Regions from separate parts of the Salvelinus alpinus genome. Here region 2 is linked to region 1. Evidence: chromatin contacts called from public Hi-C data. All regions are on one chromosome and are shown on one strand. The core of a region is the stretch at or near the end of the contact, and the rest is flanking DNA. Distances in the headings are between cores, read along the strand shown.

What was found. A called contact is a pair of places that touch in the nucleus more often than the background predicts.
Region 2: a Hi-C map of muscle shows a contact between it and region 1, with 11 times the contacts expected there. The contact joins the promoter of dnajc14 here to the promoter of rnpep in region 1. A contact is called at or near these places in 2 of 3 Hi-C or Micro-C datasets (muscle and red muscle).

The regions. Positions count from the first base shown.
Region 1 is chr2:41,334,881-41,339,675 of SLU_Salpinus.1, reverse strand. It overlaps rnpep (arginyl aminopeptidase (aminopeptidase B)), which reads left to right and starts at 1,586. Exons shown (of 11, transcript XM_071378646.1): 1 at 1,586-2,138. The coding sequence starts at 1,755.
Region 2 is chr2:41,718,622-41,723,478 of SLU_Salpinus.1, reverse strand. It overlaps dnajc14 (DnaJ (Hsp40) homolog, subfamily C, member 14), which reads right to left and starts at 1,858. Exons shown (of 7, transcript XM_071379112.1): 1 at 1,545-1,858; 2 at 1-923. The coding sequence starts at 651.

The DNA.
Region 1 (4,795 bases), core at 337-2,836:
ATTTACGTCTAGTTGCATGTTTTCATAAGCTTTGGTCCCAGGAAAACATAGAATTTCTCATTTGGGTCCTTAAGAACCCCTGGCATAAGCCAGTATGTATTACATATACAGTGCTTCAAATTGTGGCCACCAATGGAATGGGTGGAGTAAAAGGCCAGCAACACTGCGTATTATTAAAAGCTCCATGAAATGACACCATACGTGTACATTTTATATACCTGACGAAGTATTTCCTACAATACTTTTACTGCGGCACCCAGATACAGACCCTACTAAATATTCCCTACTGTAAAAACGGCCAGCTCATCTCCTTTCCAAGACCCCAAATGTATATATATTTTTTTTATTGAAATAAGGTCTTGGTAATCATAATTTTATTAGCCAATCAGCAGCCTTTTTCCCCGGGATTTATTGTAATACTGGACCAGGCTGGGCCTCAGGCAGTCTGTAGTTTCCGTTCTGATGACCAACTGGTTTTTGTCTCCTGCTTATTCTCAGTGGTGTAAAGTACTTAAGTAAAAATACGTTAAAGTACTACGTTATTTTGTTGTATCTGTACTTTACTTTACTATTTATACTTGACTATTTATACTACTTTTACTTTTACTTCACTACATTCCCAAAGAAACTTTATACTCCATACATTTTCCCTGACACCCAAAGGTACTCCTTACATTTTGACAGGAAAAGGGTCCAATTCACGCACTTATCAAGAGAACATGCCTGGTCATCCCTACTGCCTCTGATCTGGCAGACTCACTAAACACAAATGCTTTGTTTGTAAATGATGTCTGAGTGTTGGAGTGTGCCCCTGGCTATCCGTCAATAAAAATTAAATAGTGGCGTCTGGTTTGCTTAATATAAGGAATTTGAAATTATTTATACTTTTACTTTTGATACTTAAGTATATTTGAGCAATTCCATTTAATTTTGATACTTAAGTATATTCAAAACCAAATACTTTTAGACTTTTACTCAAGTAGTATTTTACTCTGTGACTTTTACTTTTACTTGAGTCATTTTCTTAATATATCTTTACTTTTACTCAAGTATGACATTTGAGTACTTTTCCACCACTGCTTATTCTACCTCCTTAGAATTTTTTTATTTTCTTTATGATGTTTTATTGTGCATGCAGTTAAATAAGCACAATTAGTATCACAGAGAGTGGTGTTGTATGTGTGTGTGTGTGTGTGTATCTTCATTAAACCCTTGAACTGGAACTACTGCTTCCTTGGGTTCTGAACGGACACCCTGTGGTGGTTGCTACCGGCCTAAAATCCAGCACCTACATTTTTCATCCCTTTTTATTGGATTCTTAGAATTCATAAACAACCCATATTTTTCACCTAAAATACTTCTACTACGGAACCCAGAATAGTGTTTGCTCTATAAGCCAATATGTATTCCATATACAGTGATTCGCATTGGTGGCATTTATTGGAACTTGGAACATGTTTTAAAAGCCAAATGTCACTTAAATATTAACAAATATGAATCATTGTAATTTATTTTTCATATATCATGAATAAATACAGGTTATTGACACTTTTCTACTATTATGCGGGGACTTTTATTTTGAAGATTTCCGTGACCCAGAAGTACTTTTTTGTGTGTTGATGCTGGAGATGTGCAGCTGTTGGATGCCAATCGCCGATACATCCCACCGAGGAAGAAGAAGAAGAAGCGGTGCAGCCAATCGTTGGAGGAAGACTCACGTTTACCCAGTTATTCTTGCTGTAGGCTACTAAAATATGGAAAAATCTCTCAAACTGCACTCCGATCTAGCAGAGGACGTGGCTACGTCTTCGAGCTTTCGTCAATTCAAGATAAAACACTTCCACTTGGATCTAAGCGTGGACTTTGAGAAGAGAACTTTGAGAGGAACTGAAACGCTACAGCTGAAATGCATCCAAGATTCTCAAAGCGAGCTACTGTTGGACATTCATCCCTCCCTCTCAATGCAAGAGGTGTCCTACTGCCGAAGTGAAGATGATTCGGATTCGGTGAAAGTAGAATTCATGACGCGCAATTTCACCAGTTATGGCACCACACTGGTTGTAAAATTCCCAGCACCATGTAAAATTGAGGAACAGTTTCGAGTGGTGGTCAAGTTTCTTGCTTCGGATGGACCAGGGGTAAGAGAATGTCATTCAGCCGTCGTAACTAGAGTCACTCTACCTAGCAACAACAACACTAGCTTGTTACTTCCAGATGATTGGTTACTAAGAATGTATTTCTATTTGAACCTATACAGAAGAAAATTATAAACGCAACATGTAAAATGTTGGTCCCATTTTTTAATGAGCTGAAATATATATATATTTTTTTTTACATACGCACAAAAAGCTTATTTCTCTCATTTTGTGCACAAATTTGTTTATATCCCTGTTGGTGTACATTTCTCCTTTGCCGAGATGATCTATCCACCTGACAGGTGTGGCATATCAAGAAGCTGATTAAACAGCATGATCATTACACCGGGCTGGGGCCAATAAAAGGCCACTCTAAAATTTGCAGATTTGTCACAACACAATGCCACAGATGTGTAAAGTTTTGAGGGAGTGTACAATTGGCATGCTGACTGCAGGAATGTCCACCAGAGCTGTTGCCAGATAATTGAATGTTAATTTCTCTGAGATAAGCCACCACCGTCGTTTTAGAGAATTTGGCAGTTCAACTGGCCTCACAACTGCAGACCACGTGTAACCACATCCGGCTTCTTCACTTGCAGGATTATCTGAAACCAGACAGCTGATGAAACTGAGGAACATTTCTGTCTGTAATAAAGCCCTTTTGTGGGGAAAAAGTATTTCTTATTGGCTGGGCCTGGCTCTCAATTGGGTGGGCCTGGCTCTCAATTGGGTGGGCCTATGCCCTCCCAGGCCTATGGCTGTGCTCCTGCCCAGTCATGTGAAATCCAAAGATTAGGGCCTAATGAATTTAAATAAATTGACTGATTTCCTTATGTGACCGACCACCTCGATTCGGTCTTATGTAGAAAAATGTGAATGTTAAAAATAAAAATAAATCAATGTTGGATAAAAGTAGAGACTGGTATATCATGCACTGCAGTTGAAGAACAATGGGAAAGTAATTCTGCTTTAAAAGTTCAGAAACTTGTAACCCCACTTTTGAGAAAATGGTCCTGGAATGTTTTGGCACACCTACTGGAGAGCTCTTCTTTGTCTACATCCATTCAGCATCGTTCACACCTTCTTAGCCTCACCCTTCTCTTTCAGGATTCACATGTGAGGCCATGTGTTAAACAGAGTGAGTAGTTTAGTAAACAACCAAAGATTAAGACCAGAAGTGGTAAAAGTAGTGGCCTACAATAAGGAAAAATTCCAGGTAAAAATACACTATCTAGTCCTTGGCCTGTATCCTAATCTGATTTTGATGCAGGTCATGTTGTTCTTCACATTACCGTCTTTGGTAACACACACGATATCAAATATGATCTAACTTTATAAGTCACATCCACAGGATACAGATGGTGTAAACTGTACAGTAAAATGGTTACTTGTGCAGTAGCAATATAAAAAAGTGTCCAGATACAAATATTTTATAATTATTAGATGATGCTTACCTGACACACATGAAATACAATAGATGGCCATAAGCACCGCCAGACACACCTGACTAACTTGACGGGTCATTTAATCATCTGTCGAAGTGGAGTCTTGTTTAGCCATGTAGCTAGCTAACTAAGCAATAAACTGACATAATCCCAACTCACACTACTACCTATACAAACATTGTCATAGCTGTAGTATGAATCTGCAGGTAGCTAAAGCTAACAACTAGGTTCTCTGATTCAAATAATATTACTACACAGATCATACACGTAACGTTCCATAACTAGCTAACAGTACTCTTTATCTTGCAATGAAAACGACTCTGACAAAATTAAAAACGTATATCTTAAAATGTAGCTAGACTCTTACCCGTCCGTATACATGGATGAACACTTCACGGTAGACTGGAACCATTTAACTCTGTGTTGTTTGTAGCTACATCTTGTTTGGCCAGCGTTGTGTCAAGTCACTCCGGTTTACACTGACTTTGGCGTGTGCAGAAAGTAGCCCATCACTTTTTCCAACTGATCTGTTGATTTAGCAGCTGCTAAATTCAGGGCGTCAATGTTGTTGAGAAAGGTCCTTTCTACCGCGCCGTTTTTTAAATTATGAACTGTAACTCAGTAAAATGGTTAATTGTTGCGTTTTATATTTTTGTTCAGTATATTTAAAACCTTTTTTCTTTTCAAATTAGATCAACTCTGTTGGCTATACATTATATTCATAGTCTGCAACGTTTCATGGTTTTTAGTTTCACATTTCTTGGAAGTATGCACTCCATTTGGAAAGTATTCAGACCCCTTGACTTTTTCCACATTTTGTTAAATTACAACCTTATTCTAAAATGGATTATGCCCCCCCCCCCCCTCAATCTACACACAATACCCCATTACGACAAAGCGAAAACAGTTTTTTTTTGTGATCCGGTGTTCGGATCACAAAGGAACATTTGTGAGACGCAGAAAAAATTAAAGATGCTGGAGGAGTTCTTGACGCCATCTGTCAGGCATGGTGGAGGTAATGTGATGGTCTGGGGGTGCTTTGGTGGTAAAGTGGGAGATTTGTACAGGGTTAAAGGAATCTTGCAACACCATGCCATACCCTGTGAACGGCGCTTAAGTGGAGCCAATTTCCTCCTACAACAGGACAATGAAAGCACAGCTCCAAACTATGCAAAAGCACAGCTCCAAACTATGCAAGAACTATTTAGGGAAGAA
Region 2 (4,857 bases), core at 609-3,108, 380 kb before region 1:
GAAGGCCAAGGTAAGCTGGGTGCCTGTCTGCCGCCGGCCCCGGCCCTGGTGGTGGTGGTGGTTGCGCCTCCGGGCCTGCTTGTGCCTCCCACCGCCCGATGACAGGGACCCTTTAGGGAGGTAGGATGATGATGATGTAGCCTGGGTATTCTGCTCGGCGGCTGCCACCACTCCTCCTCCGCTGTTCCGGAACCGGCCTTTCCTCCCTCCGGCCCCTGAGCTCTTCCATCCCGACTCCCCGTTCATGCCAGGCTCCCTCCCGACTTCGTTTCGGCCTCCTCCTCCATTCTCGTCTTCATCTCCACCCTCAGTCTCCTCATTTCCTTCTCTGACCACATGCTCCGCCCCTTCCTGTTTCAGAGAGACTTCATCCTCTTTGGCCTCTGCAATCCCACAATACTCTGCTTCTCCTGAGTCCTGGTTGATTGGAGTAGGGATATCCTGAGGGGTAGCTTTGAGATAGTCTGTCATGTCCTCTTTGGGAACTGGTTGATGAGTTTCCTCATCTCCTCTGACTTCCCACTGGTCAGGCATGGAGGTGGAAGACAAGAGGGTAGGAACACCTGAGGGCAGCTCTTCAGGGCTCTCCTCAGCTGCCTCTACAGTCCATGTCTCTTCCTCCATCTCGCTCTCAGCCACCCCTTTCTCCATCTTCAGCCCTGTCTCTTGATTAAAGTGCCAAAAAAAGTATCCAATCTCACGGCAGGTAGGGACCTTGACCCATTCTCACTGACCGCACCTTCTCTGACACTACACTTCAGCAGGGCTGAAGAGTCAGATAAGGATGGCTGAATAATACTGGAATGGCAGGCGCCATTGTCCACGGTAGCCTATCCAATGCAGAAACTTTGAAGGCATTGGATCAAGGATCAATCATTACAATCCTTGGGCACGACTGGCCTCATCTTGTATCTGGTTATTGCCTGTAAAAATAAAGCAAGTTTAAACATTAGCCGTAACACTTTCACTTTATTTGCACTAGAACAAAGGGTATAATCTAAAGGCAAGGCTCACAAAGAAATGACATTAAATGGGATATGGAGTATCTGCATGTATCATTGTTATTGTCAAAGTAATGACATGTTATTATCAATTCTGTTTTCTACTGTAGTGTGCCTTGATCAATATTCTCCATAGCACGCTGCATGACCGCAGCACTCAACGAGCTGCTTCACAGCGCCGACATTTTGAAAAGATAAACCAAACTCTAAAGCTATCTGGTTGTCAGTAGTTGCACTAGCTAAAAATATAATTAATTTCTAAAACAATAACTGACTGGGATGGAATATATCAGAGAATAATGGGGGCAATCTTCGGTTCTAGCAAATTAGCTATGTCGCCAACGTCGCGAGCAAAATGACCAACTGTCTCAAGACTAACAGCTAGCTAACATTATTAGTTGCTCGTGTTTAGCTAACTAGCTACTGTAGCTAATGCAATTTAAATAATCTTAACTGCGGATTATTGATAATATTATTTGAGCTATTTTAATGCTTACACTGACTGAAATAACATTGGGAAAGATGACAGCAAGAGCAACTCACTTTTCTCTTCCGTAAAGGAAGGGAAGATGATAAAATGTAGTCTTCCTTTCGAAGTGGTTAACTCGAGCCCTGTAGCTTTGCTCCTCAAATTGACCAAATATGGCAAACAGAAATGCTTGTCGTAGAAAGAAAATGTAGTTATTGCATTGTGTATGGAACTATTCTTATTCTGTATTAGGAGAGTGTTTTCGTTCTGCTTATGCAGATATTATCTATTTTTTATTATCTTGTTCTTGGCTAACGCTGTCCTTGCTGTTTGTCTTACTATTTTTCACTTCCGAGGGCAGCAGACACCTCACATAAACCACTACTGAGACGCGAGAAAGAATAAGCAAGACCTAGCAAGAAATAAGGACGTGCCGTGACCTCGGCCATTTCCCTTCAAAATAAAAGTCAACCAGTGACGATGGTAAAAAATAATACACTAGTCGAAATTCGTAACATTTTATTTGGAAATGTTAACAGACTTAGAATTTAGTTTAACAATCGAACAAAACAATAAAAATTCAAATAGTTCATTAAAGCAAATAATGTTACATTGACAATAGTGTTAAAGATAGACTCAGCTAAATAATTTTGCCATGAGAAGCCCCACAGATATTGGGTTTGTTCGACATGCCGACTGACTGATCTACAAATCACATTTTTTTTGTACCTTTATTTAACTAGGCAAGTCAGTTAAGAAATTATTATTATTATTTATTATTTACAATGACGGCCTACACCAGCCAAACCATGTACGTTGTGTCCCATTCTACTCAGGAGCAACTCCACAGAGTTTACACCCCCAGCATCGTCACTGCTAATTTCATATTGGACATACACATTGCACCATACACAAATTTCTGTACATTGTATAACAGTAAAATAAACATAGCTGATCCCTATAATATGCATTGACTCCTAATGAGCATATATTTTAAGAAGTGCAAAAATATCATAAGGATGAGAGAAATGAGAGTGATGTCACGCACCCAAGAAGGCTCAACCAATCACTTGACCGATTTGATTAATATTCATGAGTTGCGTCGGGAGGATAGGCTGAGACATCTTGATATGTGACGTCACACAGGTGTGCTTGCTCGCCTGCATGAGCAGTAAACATGATTTGGGATACCTAGCTTCAGTTTAATTAATTGGGAATAAATGAAAGCTTCACCAGCTAGCTATCAATCAATTTAAGTTTCACTGTCCGATCATTCATTAAACGAGTCCACTAATTGTTATTTGTACCTTTCCACAAACTGTCTGTGGCTTGATATGAGTAAATTAACCTAAATGTATCAAATAATAGGTAATCCATGATTAGTTGACTAGTAGTGGCTACTGCCTAGCTAGCTACATTTCAGTAATGTTTCTATCCTCCTAAATATGGTGGTCAGTTGATAAACTAACTATGAGTTGAACATATTTGTCTGAAAGAGAACTAGTCACCAGTTAGTGTTGCCCATGGTGTCATCATGTCTAACCAGCAGTGGTGGAAAAAGTACTCTTCTTGTCATACTTGAGTAAAAGTAAAGACACCATAATAGAAAATGACTAAAGTAAAAGTGAAAGTCACCCAGTAAAATACTACTTGAGTAAAGTCTAAAAGTATGTGGTTTTAAATATACTTAAGTATCAAAAGTAAATGTAATTGCTAATATATACTTAAGTATTAAAGGTAAAAGTACAATTATAAATAATTTCAAATTTCTTATATAAAGCAAACCAGAGAGCACAATTGTCATTTTTAATTTTTAATTTACGCATAGCCAGGGGCACACTCCAACACTCAGACAAACACAGTATCTGTGTTTAGTGAGTCCACCAGATCAGAGTCTGTAGGGATGTACTCTTGATAAGTGCGTGGATTGGACCATTTTCATGTCCTGCTAAGCATTCAAATGTAACGAGTACTTTTGGGTGTCAGGGAAAATGTATGGAGTAAAAAGTACATTAATTTCTTTTAATGAAGTAAAAGTAAAAGTTGTCAAAAATATAAATAGTAAAGTACAGATACCACAAAAAAACTACTTAAGTAGTACTTTAAAGTATTTTTACTTAAGTACTTTACACCACTGCTAACCAGTTAGTTATTGTAGCCCGTGTGCCCATGAGCTCCCGAGTCTAGCTAATGTCGTCGTTTGGTGTCCACGATTAGCTAACTATTAACTAACTAGTTGGCTACTGCATGGCCAGTGTGTGCACATTGCAATCCCTCCTCTGCGACAATGTTATTGTGGTGCGGGAATATCAGATATATCTTTTAATTTTAAGATAACTGTCATTGAAGTTGATGATTACTACTGGTTTTAAATCCGAGGCGAGAGAAATTGTCCACCATGTTTTGTGTTTTGGTAAGGGCTCGGAGTGATTTCAGGCACCCAAGAAAGGTCAACCAATCATCCGACAGATATTTGGGGCGTGTTCCTCTGCCCAAGCATTGCTGACCCATGCCCATTCTTACAACGTCTGGATATGTAACGCCTGCTCCCACTCCCCCTCCCTGGGGCTCGAGGGCGCGAGGCTACCCGTCATCATAAGCACCTGTTACAATCATTACGCGCAGCTGCGCTCACTGGACTCACCTGGACTCCTTCACTTTGTTGATTGCCCCTGCATATATGTCTGCTCCTCTGGGTTGTTCCCTGTTGTAGCATTGTTTGTCGTGTCATGTTATTGTACAGACGCTGTTCTTGTTCCGTTGTATGTCTGTCTATATTAAATGGTTCAGTCCCTGTACCTGCTTCTCATCTCCTGTGTTTGGCGTTAAAGGATAGGTATTTTACATATCAGCAAATGCCATGTTCAAAACAACTGGGAACTCAAATCATGACGTCAGTGATCTTCAGGTCAGAAAGTCGGAGCTCTAGAAAGAGGCCCGAGTTCCCGAGTTAGATGACCGCTCAAATCAATTTTTCCCAGTCTGAGCTAGTTTTTTTCAGAGTTCCCAGTTGTTTTGAACGCACTGAAGTTGGAAGCCTGAGATTCCGAGATCCCAGTTGTTTTGAACGCGGAATAACTGCAATATATCAATCGATGACACAGTCGATGACATGGCATGCAACCATTGGTTGATGCATGTGTCATGACTGTCCTGTGAGGATCCAAATAGGTCAGATAAGCTTTGAAATAAATAACTTCAACCAGACCCCCTCTCACCCGCAGAGGTGGGGAGAAGGGAACTGGTGGGGGTTGACAGCTCACGCCCTGTTGTAAATCAAGGAAAGAACATTCAGGTCTCTTCCTCTCCAAATTCACCTGAGGAATGTGCTTTTGTTTCACAGATTTTCCTGCCGAAACTCGAACACATTCTAAAGCGAATAATGGA